Linked DNA regions of Zea mays: region 1 is linked to region 2. The links are chromatin contacts, called in public Hi-C maps. All regions are on one chromosome and are shown on one strand. The core of a region is the stretch at or near the end of the contact, and the rest is flanking DNA. Distances in the headings are between cores, read along the strand shown. Region 1 holds the start of LOC100272851 (eukaryotic translation initiation factor 3 subunit 3). Region 2 overlaps LOC100280503.

Region 1 (5,059 bases), core at 1,374-3,873, 150 kb after region 2:
CGCCGTGTCCCTCTGACATGGTCGTGCGTATCACTCCGGCGAGCGCCGTTGCACCCGCCTGATGGACAGTGGCGCTTCCCAGCCCCACCTCGCCGCCACCGTCTGCTGTTGCAGCCGCTTGCCGCGGCCTGCCCGCGCTGCTCTGGCGCGTCGCCAGACCTGGCCACCGGCGTGTTCGTTTCAGCCGGCGCCGCCTCCTCCCCTGTCACCCTGTGTTGTGCTGCCCCATACTGCAACTGCAAGTTGAAGAAAAGAAAACTGTCTCTGCGCTTCCTTCGTTCATGTGACCAGGGAAGGAGAACGGGCCCATCGTGGCCACGTGTCCACATTTGGTTGGCTGCAAGAATGATCGTGGACACACATGGGATGAAAACCGCCCACACCTGACCCTATGATCTTTTGCGACCATGTCCGTGTGGCCGTTCATGTGGCTAGTTTTGGCCAATAAAAATTAGACATGTCGCACAGGTCGTTAAACGTTAATGTATTTTGCATTAAATATCCATTTTATCCCATTCAAATTTCGTTAGATTCGTATTAACGTTATCTACACTTTAAAAATATTGTTTCATCATCTCACATGTTTTAAATAGTTTATTAAATATTTGTTTAACTAACGTTTTAAATTGGTTTTCCAATTGAAACTAATTTATAGTTTTTAATTGGCGCTTTTATAAATAAATGTTAACTTGATTAATACCAATTTAAATATTTTTTTATGTAATACTTGTTTAGTATAAACACGATATATGTTAGTAGTTTACATATGTTGTGTCTACCTTGCCGCGTTGTGTATCGCGCTCGCCATCACCGTTGTCGAGTCGCGTCGACGCCTCGCCGAGCCACCACACGGAAGCGTCTGCGAGCCCACATCAGGGGTCATGCGAAGCTCGGCACCGTTCCTCGTCATGCTAGCCAATTGGAGCTTCACCCCGAGGAGAGAAACGCCGCCCTCATCTACCCCCATCACTGTCTACCCCTAGACATCTATCCATAGATGTCTACCCTTGCGCGTAGCCCCGCCATCGCCTCGCTACCGCGTTCGCGTCGTGCGCCGTAGCCAGCGCCCTCATTGCTACATCTGCGCATTTTTCGTTTGCTGTTGTGCGCGTCGCGCCCCCTTTCGTAGTGGCGCGCTTTGCCGTGCGTCGTTAATCCACTTCGCTTAGAATCGCTCATATTAATTAATTGATTAATTAATTAACCGACAGCTGTTAGTGTAGTAGATTAACCGAAACTAAATATTAGCTCTAATTTATATCTCATAAATGTAGAGTAATGTGATTATGATGAGTTAAATGTTAAATGTTATAGTTCATATTCGTATAACATAAACTCGATAACTTTTCAACTGTATCTTTAATTAAGTCGTTGCCATAGAATCTTCGTTCTCCGGCTTCGACCCAATTGACAGGCATTCTACACCTTCTTCCGTACAATGCTTCAAATGGTGCCATCTTTATGGTGCTTTGGTAACGTTTGTTGTAGGAAAACTCGTCCAACGGTAGCCACGATTCCCATGATCCTTTCGACAATAGCACACAAGCTCTTAGCATATCTTCGAGAATCCGATTTATCCTCTTGGTCTGTCCCGATGTTTGAGGGTGATAAGCTGAGCTATGCACGAGCTTAGTCCCCAAACCTTTCTGTAGTTGTTCCCAAAAGTGAGTGGTAAATTGTGTCCTAGGGTCCGACACAATGGTTTTTGAAATTCCATGTAGTCGAATAATTTCCGCGATATAAATGTCTGCATACTTCAGTGATCTATACGTTGTTTTGACATGCAGAAAATGAGCTGATTTAGAGGGTGTTTGGTTTTGAGTGACTAATCTTTAGTTCCTTTATTTTATTCTATTTTAGTCTTTAAATTGTCAAATACAGAAACTAAAATAGAGCTTTAGTTTCTATATTTGACAATTTAGATACTAAAATGGAATAAAATGTAGGGACTAAACATTAGTCCATAAAAATCAATCACTCTCTTAGTGAGTCGATCCACAATCACCCATATTGAGTCATTGCCTTTTTTAGTAATAGGAAGTCCAGTAATAAAATCCATACTAATCTTCTCCCATTTACATTTAGGTATAGATAATGACTGCAATAGGCGAGCTGGCTTTATGTGGATAGCCTTGAGGCTTTCACTGGCTGAACAACAGATTGTATTCTGAATCATTCAGAACCAAAAGTCAAATACAGATTGGACATTCAACGTTGTTTGTAGTCACCACTCACCATATTACATTTGTTTGGCCGGCCGGTGAGGTATTATAAGGTACCCATTCTCGTAGCACCAATAACGTGAACAATAAATAGTACTGTAATCCCAACAAGGACTGGGATTTTTATCTCCCTCTGCGTTACATTGCATTACATGAGGAAAAAAGAACAAAATTAGCCAATATGATAGAAGGATCAATAGTATCAACCATATTTTTACTAACAGAGTAAATCTGTATAAAATGAGGATGGCAGGGGCGGATGGCCGGCACCATGCGGCGGGCGCGGCGGGAGGTTGTTGGCGACAAATGTGGCGGAGGTTGTTGCGCGCGGGGACATGACCCGTGGTGAGATAGATGAAGAAATGTGGGAGAACGGTTGGAGACGACGATTTTGGATCCAAGCAAATCCAGGCACAGAACGCGTCGGCACGCGCGTTGCCGAATTCGTGGAGTGCGGACTCCGCGTGAATCCCTATCCGGTTTCAATATAAGAGATTTAAATCTTTTTTAACGAACCGAGCAGATCCGCGCCCCACCTTATATATATCAACTGGACTCGAACGTCCTGCTCTCTGCTCTCCCCGCAGACAAAAAACCCTAGAATTCCCAGCCGCCGCTCTCCTTTCCCTCGATCCGTTCCTCCAAGCGCGCACGCATCCTCACGCCAGCGCACCGCCGCCCAACGATCTACGAGCTGCCATGGCTAACTGTAAGGGACTTCCGATTTTCCGAAGCCTTTCCTTAGCCTCTCTCTCGTCATCTCGTGCGCTAACCTTGGATCTGGTTGGCTGGCTTGCAGCAGCGGCACCGGGAGGAGTGAGGTCGTTCCTGCAGGCCGTGTCTACGGTCACCGAGGAGACGCGGACGCCGCTCCGTGTCGTCCAGATGGAGGGCCTGGTAATTACTTCCGAACCCCACCCAGTCTGCTGTTTGTGCTTGCGTTTTGGCATTCGAGATTTGAGAAACTTAGGCGTGCTCAGAGGACGAATCTGTTCGCATAGAGTCAGATGTATTGGGGATCGAAATCAGGGGAAAGTAAACCCTTTCCTTTTAGGGGATAAATTTCCCTGTAGCAGGAAGCATTCTTTGTATCTTAATTCCACAAGCACTGTGTTATTTGTTTTCACAATAATGCTATTTTTGCAGGCTGTACTGAAGATCATTAAGCACTGTGAGGAGTTTGCGCCTGCTTTAGTTACAGGTCAATTGCTTGGTTTGGATGTCGGTAGTGTTCTGGAAGTGACCAACTGTTTTCCATTCCCTGTGAGCCCTTGCTCCTTAACATTCTAAGCAGCTCTGTACTGATTATGTATTTTTCTGCTAAGGTCTTCCAGGGTAGTAGTTGTTCTTTCACATTTTATAGGCTAATGGCTATCTTACTATTTTTTACTGAAGATGAGGGAAGAGGATGATGAAGCAGATGCAGATGGTGCCAATTATCAGCTTGAGATGATGAGGTGTTTGAGGGAAGTTAATGTTGACAACAATACTATTGGATGGTAAGCTAAGCTAATTTCAATTTAATCTAATATCTAGTACCATATCAATATTCAATTGATTTAGAAATAATCAGTGGTGGATTGAGTTCTTTTGACATGCACATTGACACAAAATTCATCTTCTTGGCTACTTGTGGATTATATATTTAATGATCTTGGACAAGTAAATAGTAGCTCTTGAGTATGTATGACTGATATGTTCACAATTGACCTTTTTCTTGGCCATAAGTGTCTCTTCATATCACTTTAATTTTACTATGTTTTTTATGTTTTATTTTTATTATGCAGCAGAACAATATAGGCACGTATGAAGTAGCTTTAAATGAAATTGCGAGATACATTTTCTGTTATGTGGTACCGAGAACTGGTGGATAATGTCTTTGATATTCTACCTGTTGAAACTAACAATTTTGAAAATTCACGTGCTAAAATGACTTCACAGATTTATTATCCTACCTAAATCAAGGACTGTTAACCAAAATTGCTGGAACCTTGTATTTGGTCATATTTTGGGAGCACAAGTTATTTGAAGATTGCAAGATCTTTTTGGGGGTTGGGTAGGTAGGAGTAATCAGGCTGCTGCCACTGTAAATTTTGCTGATCAGTATTGATTGCTATGCTTTATTGATGATCATGCAATCGGCGTTGGTGGGCGTGTATGTACATGCACTACTTTCACTCTATGACATGTGGAGCACATAATACTTGCTCATGCCATGTGACAAGTATGAACTTTTTAACTACCACAAGTGATCAAAGGCACATCGTTATTACTGCTTGTGCAATATTTTATAAGCTTTACATTTTGTTTCATAATTTCATATTACTATAGAGTAGGTGGTTTCTAGTGGCAATTATTTACCTCTGTAGTAATCCAAGTTTATCTTACTATTTTAACTTATTTGCATTCCATTTCTTCGGGTCTACACATACAGGTATCAGTCTTGCTTGCTTGGATCTTTTCAAACTGTGGAACTGATTGAAACATTTATGAACTATCAGGTACGGGGCAGATAGATAAGCTAGGTTTTTTATCCAGCCTATTCGCTGATATCAGATACTTCCCGAGCCTAAAAAAACTACCATCCCTTTCCATTTTACATTTTCCTCTACTATGTTATATCATGACTGCATTAGTGGTTTAATCTGTTACCTAATTATAAAAATAGTAACCTGCCAAATAGTCGAATGGTTCAGGAAAGAAGACTTTGAGTCCACGAGTGATGCATTTATATTTGCAATGATGTTTGTTTTATCTGTCTCTAGGTCTCAATATTTTTTTGGGTGGGGGTTTAAATTAAGTGTGGTTTCACACATTTGTCTAATGCCATGTTTGAA
Region 2 (5,029 bases), core at 16-2,515:
GGAAGCTGCATTAGAAATCAGGTTGGTGCACGCCAATACACCATCACAAAATAGAATGCTCATTCCTTCGAGAGATGGAATGAGTGAAACATACTGGGAATGGAGGGATGCTTGGGTCGACCGAGAAGCCCATTCCATTGAATTGGGGTTTCATTTTTCAGTTTATTTTGTAGTTTGTACACATTTTTATATAAAAATAACAAAAAATGGATCGAGTCGATGGGTTGTCCACTTGTATCCCCAGTAGTGTATAGCGCTGCATCCCCACCCCCCCACTTTTCTGGCAATAGTACATTAAATTAATAAATGAAATACTGCTTTTGTAGTTCTGTTTACCCCTAGGATTGATTTCCTGTGCTTCATAGTGCACTCATATATTGATCGTAATTTGTGTCACATTGGCAGGGTTGCTGGTCAGAATTTCGACAGGCTATACCTGATGAAGGCCTTGCATGAGGATTAGAAGACTGGGCTGTGATGAATGCTGTTAGAATTAGCTTGTGATACTGCTCAAAATCGTAATTTTGTGATGTACCTTTACATGGGCGTGCCTGTCCTCTACTTAATGTTTCCATGGACCAGATGGTTAGCTCGTGATACTTAATGTACTTGCATATGTATGCGTTGCCGTATAAACCAATTTTCTCCATTAGTATTTTTGTGACGCTCAGTTTGAAGTCCATAGTGTAGCTTGTTTTCGTTCTCGATTTGGGCTGTTGTCAAATGGTAGGTACTGTTGGAATTGTCTATCTCGTCTTATCAGTTTAAAGGTTTTAGGTTTAACAGGTAGTGCATGCGACTTAGGCCATGTTTAATGAAAAACAGCTTATTGTCTGCTTTTAGTTTATTACGAGAAGCGTCGATAACGATAAGATGCTATAGAAAAGAAAGGTCTTGTTTGGTACAATCTTTTAAATCTTCTAAGAAGCTGTAAACTAAGTTGTGTTAAATAAAGCCCTAATATGATATCAGAGTTAAATGTGAAGATGTAAACTAAGTTGTGTTAAATAGAGCCTTAATATGATAAGGTCTTCATTTTAATTTCTTATTAACATATTAAATAAAATAATTAGTGTTCGCTCCTATTCTAAGAGTCTTATGGTGCATCTCTTTTACTAAAACCTGCTATCCTTTCTGGCCATGCGCTCGTGCCAACGTGTAGATAGAAACTCTCTCCGTTTCTTTTTATTTGTCGCTGGATAGTGCAACACCAACCGAACCCGTTACCTGTTAGACAAAGTCAAAGTTAAGGAAGACACAAGGATCTGTCATGGCACTGTTCTTCAACGACAAGATGCCGCTTGCGCTGCCTTCTCCCTCCACACGTTGTGGCCGCTACAACCGCCCCCAGATTCGCTCTCTTCTTCCTTGTCCAGCCAGCGGTAGCGGTGCCCGCTCCCTATTGCTCGGTGCCCGCGCGAGGTTGGCTGGTCCACACACCGCCGTGTTCCGCCCGTGAAGCCGAGTGCGCCATCCAACATCTGCTCTTCTTCCCTGTGACGCCGCATGCTCCGCGGTTCCAAGGCATTGCCCTCTTCCTCCCCGTGGAGATGGCCCGCTTGGCGAATTGGAGGTTTCGTGTCGCCGCGCCGCATCCGCTGCTCGTGAAGCCGTGTGCGCCACCAAGGCACCAACATATGCTCTTCCTCTTCCTCTTCGTGACGCCGCATGCTCCGCAGTTCCAACTTGCATTGCTCTCTGTTGCAGTCTATTGCTCAGTGGAGAGGGAGACAGACAAAATGACAGAGACAATCACTTTATTACAGGGAAGACAATGCTTATATACAAGCGAATCAGTGTCTCTCCAAGTGGTGTGTCCCTTAGGGCTACTTTGGGAACCTCAAATCCCCTTCGGGATTGGAGGGGATTAAGGTAGAAATGAACTAATTTCCTCTCCAATCCCCTTCAATCCCGAAAGAGATCTGAGTTTCCAAACTAGCCCTTAGTGAGAACGTGTCGCACCCCATGGAGGGGATTGATCACAACTATTGTAACACTCCCCCTTAATCAATTCAAGTACATTTGATCATCTGCAAGCCGTCTTTCAATATATCATCTCCTCAAAAACCCTGTGGGGAAAAATAAGGAGTACACAATGTCTTTTGGATAATGAGAATAATCTCACTTGTACTCCAAAAAAAATATGCTTGTAATCATCATGCATAAAAACCACCGTGGGAAAAAAATCAATGATGAAGCATATAACTTACTTGATATTACCTCATTAAAAACTTTGGATGAGAAAACCTTAACAAGACAAAACTCATACAAATAAAAAGTGTAATATGATGATTCAAAACAGGTCAAATATCACAGAGAATTACTCCCCCTGATTCTTGCAATCACTTAAGTCTTCTCATACCAATCCTCTCAACACATTTCTGAAACGTGGAGTATGATATAGATTTTGTGAATAGACCAACAAGATTATCACAAGACTTTGTTTGCAAGATGTTAATATTTCCATTTTCCTGTTTCCATCTGAACAACACAAGCTCAATTATCCTTATAGATAATCGTCGGTGGTTCAATTGAACCATGACATGCCATTGTTCTCCTATGGACCTCTAGCCCAAAGAACAATAATACGTTTAAAGTCAACATCTCAGAAACTCCCTACAGAGAAAATAAATGATGAGACATATAACTCAGTCTAATATTTCTTCAAGACAATCTTGTCAGAAAATCTGAGAAATCAACATATCAGCCGAGTCTCCTTAAAAACCCAGTGGGAAAAATAAGGAGAGTAGTCATACTCTATTGTTGATCCATTTGAACTTTAGGGAGATAAACTCATATCCTAGTTCAAATACAACAATAACTATGCCATAATGTGTCATCCTTGAAAAACCTCTACGGGAAAAATAGATGATACGACATAGGACTTGTGTTGATGTTGCCTCGTTAAAAACTTTGAATGAGAAACCCAAACAGGGGAAAAACTCATGCAAAGAAAAGAGTACAACATGATGTAAGAACAAGTTCTTCCGATCAAGAGGAAACTCCCCCTGATCTTTACAAATCACTAAGTCATCCCATACCTGCTCTCAAACACATTTAAAATGTGGAGTAAAGTAGAGACTTAGTTCGTAACTTGTTTTTTATCTAAACAACACAAAGTAATATTATCTTCATAAATAATAAGGTCAGTGACATAAAATCATGACTACCACATATCCTCAGTATGTAGTATATCATTCTGTACAATCCCACGAAGTGTGCTACAAAATGATTAGTGTAAGTGACCACTAATCTTTGTTGATAGACATTTATCAAACAGTAGGTCCAACTTACCAAAAGTATGTCATTGATCTTGTACCTGGGGATCTTCTATAGATATCCAAGATCAATATATCCAAACATAAGGAGAGCATGAGTACATATGGAGATCATAACTCGATCTCATGTGCTGTTAGCTAGCAAATCATTGCAAATCAATATCCGACCGGATGCTCTTGCAAGATACAATATCACATCTCATGATCTGAAAGAATCAAATAACCATGATTCTTTCATATTGAATTTCTTCAATATATGTTGGATATAAACAACTTTGTATCTAATATACTCAAGATACTTTACTTTGAATTGAAAATCTTTTCAATTCATATCCTCTATCTCGAACTTCGTCGATAAGGAATGTATGTTTATAAATATGCTGCACATATTTGCACTAAACATACCACTCTTCGTGTATCCCTTCGGAAGGAAGGATTCACTAGCTCGAATGTACCATATTTGACCTGAATGCTCTAAGTCACAAAGACTTTCCAAGCATTGCAAATTTGTGATTAGTGATTATATATTTTGAATCCTTCAAGACTCCACAAATATCATAATCTAGTGACCACATAAGCATATGTTGTCACTATATGTACCAACTGCAAAGATAGATGATTTACTGCCCATATTATTGTATCGGAATTTAACTACTCACAGTAGAGGATAATTGTGAGCACCTAGAGGGGGGGTGAATAGGTGATCCTGTAAAATTAAACACTAAATAGCCACAAAACTTAGTTATAGAAGTGTTAGTGCGACTAAGTAGTTTTGAGGCGAGTTCTTGTGGACAAAACAATCACAGAGAAAACAAACACAAGAGACACGCGATTTTATCCCATGGTTCGGCCAAGTAACACTTGCCTACTTCCATGTTGTGGCGTCCCAATGGACGAGGGTTGCACTCAACCCCTTTCAAGTGATCCGACGATCAACTTGAATACCACGGCTTTCTTCCTTATAGTCTTTCTCCCGTTTGCGAGGAATCTCCACAAGTTGGAGCCTCTCGCCCTTACAATAAAGATCACAAAGAAGGCACAAGAGTAAGGCTAGGAGAGCAACACACACAACACACAAATCCGCAGCACACACACGCACACAAGCCAAGACTTGAGCTCGAAACGTAGCATAGAGAGTTCACAACTCGAACGGAGCTCAAATCACTAACACAATCGATCAAATGCGCGGAGGCGGAGTGTGGGAGTCTTAGAATGCTTAGTGAATGCTTAGGTGTCTCCTCCATACGTCTAGGGGTCCCTTTTATAGCTCCAAGGCAGCTAGGAGCCGTTGGAGACAATCTTGGAAGGCCAATATTGCCTTCTGTCGTGTGGTGCACCGGACAGTCCGGTGCACCGGACAGCTACTGTTCATGTCCGGTGCTCGATTTCTTTTCATACGGAGAACAGCCGACCGTTGGTCCTCGGGATCGGTTGGCGCACTGGACAGTCCGGTGTGCCCAACCGACCGTTGGCGCGACCACTTGTCGCGTGAAGATTGTGTGGCCAACCATTGCGCTGGCGACCGTTGGTTCACCGGACAGTCCAGTGAATTTTAGCCGTACGCCGCTGATCCTTTTCCCGAGAGCGGCGAGTTCACCGCGAACCAGCCTGGCGCACCGGACACTGTCCGGTGCACCACCGCACAGTCCGGTGTGCCAGACCGAGCTGAAGTTTGGCTGCACAGAGCCAAGTCTTTCCCTTTTCCTCTCTTCTTCTTTAGTCACTGTTTCTAGCACTTGGATAACCATGTT

Evidence for each region. Hi-C and Micro-C count contacts between places; a contact is called where the count stands out from the background.
Region 1: a contact with region 2 is called in a Hi-C map of leaf, with 8 times the contacts expected there. The contact joins the promoter of LOC100272851 here to the enhancer-like site in region 2. A contact is called at or near these places in 4 of 25 Hi-C or Micro-C datasets (ear, leaf and an unstated tissue).

Annotation. Positions count from the first base shown.
Region 1 is chr10:110,012,382-110,017,440 of Zm-B73-REFERENCE-NAM-5.0, forward strand. It overlaps LOC100272851 (eukaryotic translation initiation factor 3 subunit 3), which reads left to right and starts at 2,624. Exons shown (of 12, transcript NM_001147304.1): 1 at 2,624-2,931; 2 at 3,022-3,119; 3 at 3,369-3,485; 4 at 3,618-3,721; 5 at 4,657-4,723. The coding sequence starts at 2,922.
Region 2 is chr10:109,861,881-109,866,909 of Zm-B73-REFERENCE-NAM-5.0, forward strand. It overlaps LOC100280503, which reads left to right. Exons shown (of 12, transcript NM_001153423.1): 12 at 406-652. The coding sequence ends at 463. Among protein-coding and RNA genes, the nearest start is that of LOC100280503, 23 kb to the left of the region's middle. Within about 2 kb of position 1,266, at least 12 of the 20 cell types and tissues checked have an H3K27ac peak or open chromatin away from gene starts, as enhancers often do. A contact at or near this core is called in ear and leaf, where this site is marked.